Regions from separate parts of the Macaca mulatta genome. Here region 1 is linked to region 2. The links are chromatin contacts, called in public Hi-C maps. All regions are on one chromosome and are shown on one strand. Each heading gives the region's core, a stretch centred on a gene start, on an enhancer-like site or on the middle of the called end of the contact. The rest is flanking DNA. Distances are from core to core; before and after follow the strand shown. Region 1 holds the start of HIBCH (3-hydroxyisobutyryl-CoA hydrolase). Region 2 holds the start of WDR75 (WD repeat domain 75).

Region 1 (3,177 bases), core at 472-2,971, 910 kb before region 2:
GGTGTTTGCTTTAAATTTTTATAATTTTGCTATATGTTTGAAAATCTTCAGAATAGAATATTAAGATAATTTTTTTTAAAGGACTAAGGTTTCTAGAGCTGGGGGCCAGAAGATGATAGCATCATTAGAAGAAATAGAGAATTTGGGAATAGGAAGGACAGCTTGGTGGAAGGTGTGGCATAACTGACAGGTCTTGATACCTACGAGGTCCTAAGTAATTTATGCACATATTTCCTTCTATATTTCAATGGATCTTCACAAACACCTCTAGTCTTTAATCATCAGCACATCCATTTTCAGATGAGAAAATGGAGGTTCTGAAAAGCTATATAATTTGCTCAAGGTCATTAAACTATTAGTGTGCTAGGGATAGGACTGATTATGTAATTTGCAGGCCTAGTGTAAAATGAAAATTTGTGGTTCCTTGTTCAAAAATTATTAATAGCACAACATTAAAACAAGCACAGGGCCCTTCTAACGATGAGGCCTTCTGAGACTCAGGTTTCACACACATGAAGCTAGGGCGGCAAGGAAGGTTTGAATCTCAGTCTGTCTAACAGGAAAGTCCATGCTTTTTCCAGTAAACCATGCTAGGTCAGATGACTGGTTCATTTCTGTGCTCAGTGAATGAGGCATGATGGTGATGTCAGATCGTGATGTCCCGTAGCCAGTTAAAAACCAAATTGCAGGTAAGGAGTTCCTTTTGTGATGTCTGTTGTCTGTCCTCTTCTCAGTGGGCATTTGGTTATTACATTTGACCTAGGTTAGAAACGTAATTTTTTATCAAAGTCTCAACAGTGTATCTCTTTAAGTATCAAGGTACTAAGAATAACTCCTTTCATGTGTCCTCTCTGAAATTTGTCACCGGATTTCTTCTTTCTGATAAATGTTTCAATACTTACTAGTGGCGATGAAATGTCTTCTGCTAGACATCTGGGTGGATCTGGAAGCAGAGGAACTTTTTCCTCAATTTAACAGTGGATCCTAGTAGTTAAGTTAAATGCGGGTTTCATTTAAGAGTAAGCTACTTTCTGAATGCAATTAGGCTTTCACTGATAACAGTAACTTTTACTTTAGTTGGGAAGACATATCTATTATCTCTTAATCAGACAACTCTTGTCTGTCTTTGAGGAAGAGTGGGGGATCTATAACTTTTCCCAAGAAAACTGAAAATGTCTCAATCCTAATGTTAAAGGAATTAGGCTATATTGGGTTAGGAATGAATAAACTACCCCGATGTCCTTTATCAAGTGTAATTCCTCTACTTGATTCTTAAATAATACTAAGTTTACATTTTAATAAAAAATTACTAAAATTCCAGAAAAGTCTTTCACATTAGTTCCTGCTGGTCAATTTTGCAGGTCAAGCCTACAACAGTTGCGCTTTACGCTAAGACAGCCTCTAGAGGGCAATCTCCTTTCCTGCGAATCCGCCCTAGTCTGCTCTATCCTCCCTCTCACCGCTCCGCCTCAGCTCGCTCTCCGCCTTCCCCCTGGCCCCGTCCCCGATCCCAGGCCCGCCCCGCACCGGTCCCATCCCCCTTCCCCGCCCTCAACTATTTCCTCCAGGCGTCGTTCTTGCCCCGCCCCTCCCTGCCGCGTAGCGGAAACGGTCGCTCTGGCTTTCTGGAGGACTTGTCATCTGTGCCCAGCGGGGCCGGACGGCGGTGGGCGGGGCTCACGCGAGGCGCTGGAAGGGTCCGCGTGATTCTCACTACGTTGCTTTAGCTCTGGAGTGTTTGGCGATGGGGCAGCGGGAGGTGTGGAGGCTCATGTCGAGGTGAGTGAGAGAGCGAGCAGCCAAGGGCAGGCTCTTCAGCGGCGCTCTCCAAAGTGGGAAAAGGGCCGGGGGTGGAGACTGCTGGCCTCGAAGTTTCGAGTCGCGCTCAGAGGCGCAGTTTTGAGACCCCAACCTTGGCCCACCCCAACCTTGGCCCTCCCCAAGCCCCAGCCCCCGTCCCTGTCTTCCCTTTCTCCCTCTAGCATCTTCTTTGCGGCGGCACCCGCGTTTTCTGCCACTCTAGCTCTTAATTCAACCTTGTCCCCACACGACTTGCATTCTTTTGGCCTCAATTTCTTTTCTTTCTTCAAAGTTGGGTGCAGTTTGGGGACACGGAGGGATTCAGCTTAGAGGAATTGTGCGGCATGTTTTGTGCAGTCAACACACACAGGTGCCTTGTCACTTGCTGCACCTCTCTCTGCCCGTGGTATGATTTTATTCAGCTTTCTTGCATGGCTCCAGCGTCAGTGCAGGCATCTGGAACTTTCAGGCTAGTGTTGAGGGACATTTAACGTGGCATGGGGGAGCATGTTTGCAAACGTTGTTTAACTTTTCAAAAGTACCCCTCACTGCACCTTGAGCTCAGCCTAAGAAATCTGGTAGCCACATCTTTAGGAAGTTAGGCTACATGCGTCTTGAACAGCCCACTGTCTGGCCCTGTACTGTCATGTCAGGTAGCAGCTGCGCCCACTTGAAGGGAGAACCATGTTTATTTCATTAAAATAAGGACAACTTAAATTATTGGATTCTTTAAGCCTTAGAGTTTGCCTTCTGGGTTTCCTGAAAAGGGATGGAGGTGTTTCTTTGAATTAAGAAGAATAGTTTCAGGGGAAAGTGTCTAGACTTCTAACACTGTATCCACAGACCTAATTCTCAGTATATATTTGTTATACATTTAAGAGTTGCTTTTCTGCTTGTTTTTTTAATACCTTAAAATTTAGTCCTTGCACGAGCTCATGGAGAGATTTAGTAAATAGTAAGAAAATCAGTACCCGTAATCGTTGCTGCCGCTTTTTCAGTGTTGTCAGCAAATAGCAAATAGAGAAACAAACTGGAAAGACATGTTCGTTAAAGTTAACTGACTTAGGACAGGATCTGTCATTTCCACAATTCAGCTTGGCTTTCTTCCACCCCACGTTCCAAGTTGCAGACTCTGTAGGTGAGGGCAGGACCATTTTGGGGGCTTTGATCTGAGATGCCTTTTCCAAACTCAGCCCTGGAGTGGGCATTATCTTGGAAAGCAGAGGCCAAAGTGGTCCAGTCCGCAGTAGCCTAACCCTCAAGCGTGTAAGGGAATACGGTGCTACGGAAAGTGTTTCTGAGAGGAGAAAAGGCCTTGGGCCATGGTTGACAGTGTTGGGCAACCCCACTTGAACTCTGGCCTCCCTTGGCTTCTTT
Region 2 (3,144 bases), core at 641-3,140:
TCAACAGATATCATTTCTGTCTGTCTTGCTTACACTGTCCTCCCCACCTGAAATGTCTTCTGTCCATATTCCACACTTAAAATATCATCTAGGCCTAGCACAAATGTCACTTGCTCAGCAGCCTTCTCCATCCTTCTTAGTTTGGGAAGTAATCTCTTCTTATGGGCTCCTTCCTACAGGACCAAAGTAAGAAAAATCTGTTACTGAGTATTCCTTTTCCTCACTAGACTGTAAACTCCTCGAAGGCAGGATCAATATTAAAATTATCTTAGTTTTAGTCATTGCAGCATGTTACACATAATACATAGTTGACAAATACTTAAAAAATGAATTGTTGGGCTTAGCAAATGAAACACATAATGGACCTCATTATAATGAATAAGGTATAGAAACAGTACACTGAAGAAACTGGTTACATGGATATGAGTCCGAAGTGTCAAGAGTGTGAGCCTCTAAAAGTCTGTTTCTTCCTTTGATTCATAAGATCAATGTAAACAAAGCCTAAGGACTCATTTTTTTTTTTTGGGGGCTTCTAAGGCAATTTATGAAAGCTCTTTCAGTCATGCATGCATTGCCTTCAACAACTACCTGTCATACACTCATATGCAGAATATTGTGGGGCTGACCGGGCACGGTTGCTCACTGTAATCGCCGCACTTTGGGAGGTTCAGGTGGACAGATCACTTGAGGCCAGGAGTTCCAGGGCAGCCTGGCCAACATGGCGAAACCCTCTCTCTACTAAAAATACAAAACTTAGCTGGTGTCGTGGCCCGCGCTTATAATACTTGCTACTTGGGAGGCCGAGGCACTAGAATTGCTTGAACCAGGGAGACGGAGGTTGTAATGAGCCTAGATTGAGCCACTGCACTCCAGCTTGGGTGACAGAGTGAGACTCTGTATCCAGGAAAAAAAAAAAAAAAAAAAAGAATATTGTGGAGGCTACAAACTTTCATAAAATACTATCTCTACTCTTCTAAGACAGAAAGGGTTTTTTGATTTTATTAAGTGTCACTCTACCTAAAGTTATTTGAAAACCTGACAATACAGTAATAATGATTACAGCTACATACATTGAGCCATTATATGCTGGGCATTGCTGTCTGTAGTTTTAACACATTGAGGCATTTGATCCTCCCAATAACCGTGTGAGATGAACTAAATATTATCCCCCTTTTACAGATGATGGCAACTGAGGCAAATATTAAAAAACTTACAAAGATTTCATAAGGTAAGAAGTGGATTTTGAAGCCAGGGAATGGTTTGGTTTCCAGCTACACTGAGAAAAAAGACCAAGTCTTAGCGTATTTTTTACCTCATAAAGATCTACCATCTGTTTTCACGTAAAGTTCCAAAAAGACTGCACTATGCTCTATGCTTCAAGGGTGAGGAGTGGATTAAAAAAGCCTAATATTTTTAGGTTTTAGTCACTCCAAAACATGATTCTGTACGAAAGAGTAGGTACTGCAAAAGTAGTGGCATACACATCCACGCATGGACCATTTTCCGGCCGCCCGAGCACCTTCCAGATCCTCGACACGGAGACCGGCTCCAGGGCCTTTCAATCTACCTGCAGGTAAACTGTCCAGGAATCGGGGGGCGCACCCCAACCTGCAGTACTAACCGGACCTCCCGGGTACCCTGGGGATCCCCCACACGCGCGTGCTCTACCCAAAGCCCATATCCGCCAGGCTGGCGAGTCCGAACGCGACTGACAGTTCCTTCTCCCCGACCCTCGAGAAACTCACGCCCCGCCCCTCAGCCGACAAAGCGCGGTGCCCCTCATACTTAGAATCTGCAGAGAACACAGCTCTCCTAAAGTTCAACTCGCTGCCGCCACAACGAACCACGCGGATGTTCTCCTCTTCCACCATCTTTGCGCAGTCGCAGAATGACCAATCGCTGGTACCGCCCTGAACTTCCTATATTGAGCCGGGTGTAACACGGCTGTTCCCAGCCCACAGAACCCACCCACGGGCCCTTCTAGACCTGAGACTCCGTGGTTCCGTGCAGCCATCTTTTGTGTGGGCAATGCCAAACTAAGACTCGGCTTCCGTGCAGCCATCTTTTGTGTGGGCAATGCCAAACTAAGACACTTGTAAGAAAAGATGAAAGCAAAACAGAGACTTAGAGAGAATCAGTGTTTTATTATATACCTATACACAATTATTTAATACAGACATATTTCTCTCAAGCCTTGTCAACCTGACTCTATGGCTTTTTCTGCCAGAAGGGAAACGTGGTGCACAATGTACCACGTGACCTCCAGTAGTCTCATCGGAGGCGTCACTTTCTGGTGTCTGTGATCTCGGCGCTGCAGGATGACGCGAGCCTCTCGCGTCCCTGGTTTTGTTGGTCGCCGCGTTGCGTTATTGGGTGGAAAGGTAGCTTTCTCCTCCTTGTACAGCTTTTTGTTCCTCTCATTAACCATTCTTCTGTTCTTGTGAGCATCGCTTAGGTTCCTACAGAATCTCCACAGTCCTAGGGCCTAGCTTTCTTCCTTTGGAAATCTGGCTCCTACTGCGGTATTCTGGTGCATCTTCCCCAGCGTTCAGTGTAGCTGCTCGGGCTAATCTGACATTCGGCCAGTCCCGCCAGGTTTCAGGGCGCTGCTCTCTGGTTTCCTGGGTTTTACCTTTTCCCATTAGTGGATAGAGCCTGTGGGTTAGGAACCCCTAAAATCCGAAGATGTTTATTTTTGCCAGTTTGTTTTCCTTTGTAAAGTTACACGTATCATATTCTTGGACCCTGTATATCATGTTGCCTATTTTGATTTCGCTTCTTGATTTGTTGATTTACCACAAAATTACCAAAGTCACAAGTATAGTCACATGCCACGTAAGGATCTTTCAGTCAGTGCATGTAACATAGTGATTCCTTAAGATTGTAATACTATGTTTTTACTGTACCTTTTATGTATTTTAATACATCAATACTATTAACAGAATAGTATTGGTGTATTATGGCCGGGCGTGGTGGCTCACGCCTGTAATCCCAGCACTTTGGGAGGTCGAGACAGGGGGATCACGAGGTCAGAAGATCGAGACCACAGTGAAACCCCGTCTCTACTAAAAATACAAAAAATTGGCCAGGCGCAGTGGCGGGCGCCTGTAGTCCCAACTACTCTGGAGGTTGAGGCAGGAGAAT

Evidence for each region. Hi-C and Micro-C count contacts between places; a contact is called where the count stands out from the background.
Region 1: a contact with region 2 is called in a Hi-C map of liver, with 11 times the contacts expected there. The contact joins the promoter of HIBCH here to the promoter of WDR75 in region 2. A contact is called at or near these places in 2 of 14 Hi-C or Micro-C datasets (fetal cortex germinal zone and liver).

Annotation. Positions count from the first base shown.
Region 1 is chr12:95,330,659-95,333,835 of T2T-MMU8v2.0, reverse strand. It overlaps HIBCH (3-hydroxyisobutyryl-CoA hydrolase), which reads left to right and starts at 1,721. Exons shown (of 14, transcript XR_013402082.1): 1 at 1,721-1,779.
Region 2 is chr12:94,421,520-94,424,663 of T2T-MMU8v2.0, reverse strand. It overlaps WDR75 (WD repeat domain 75), which reads right to left and starts at 1,890. Exons shown (of 21, transcript XM_001106363.5): 1 at 1,786-1,890. The coding sequence starts at 1,871. It overlaps LOC114671376 (a long non-coding RNA gene), which reads left to right and starts at 2,330. Exons shown (of 6, transcript XR_013402078.1): 1 at 2,330-2,381.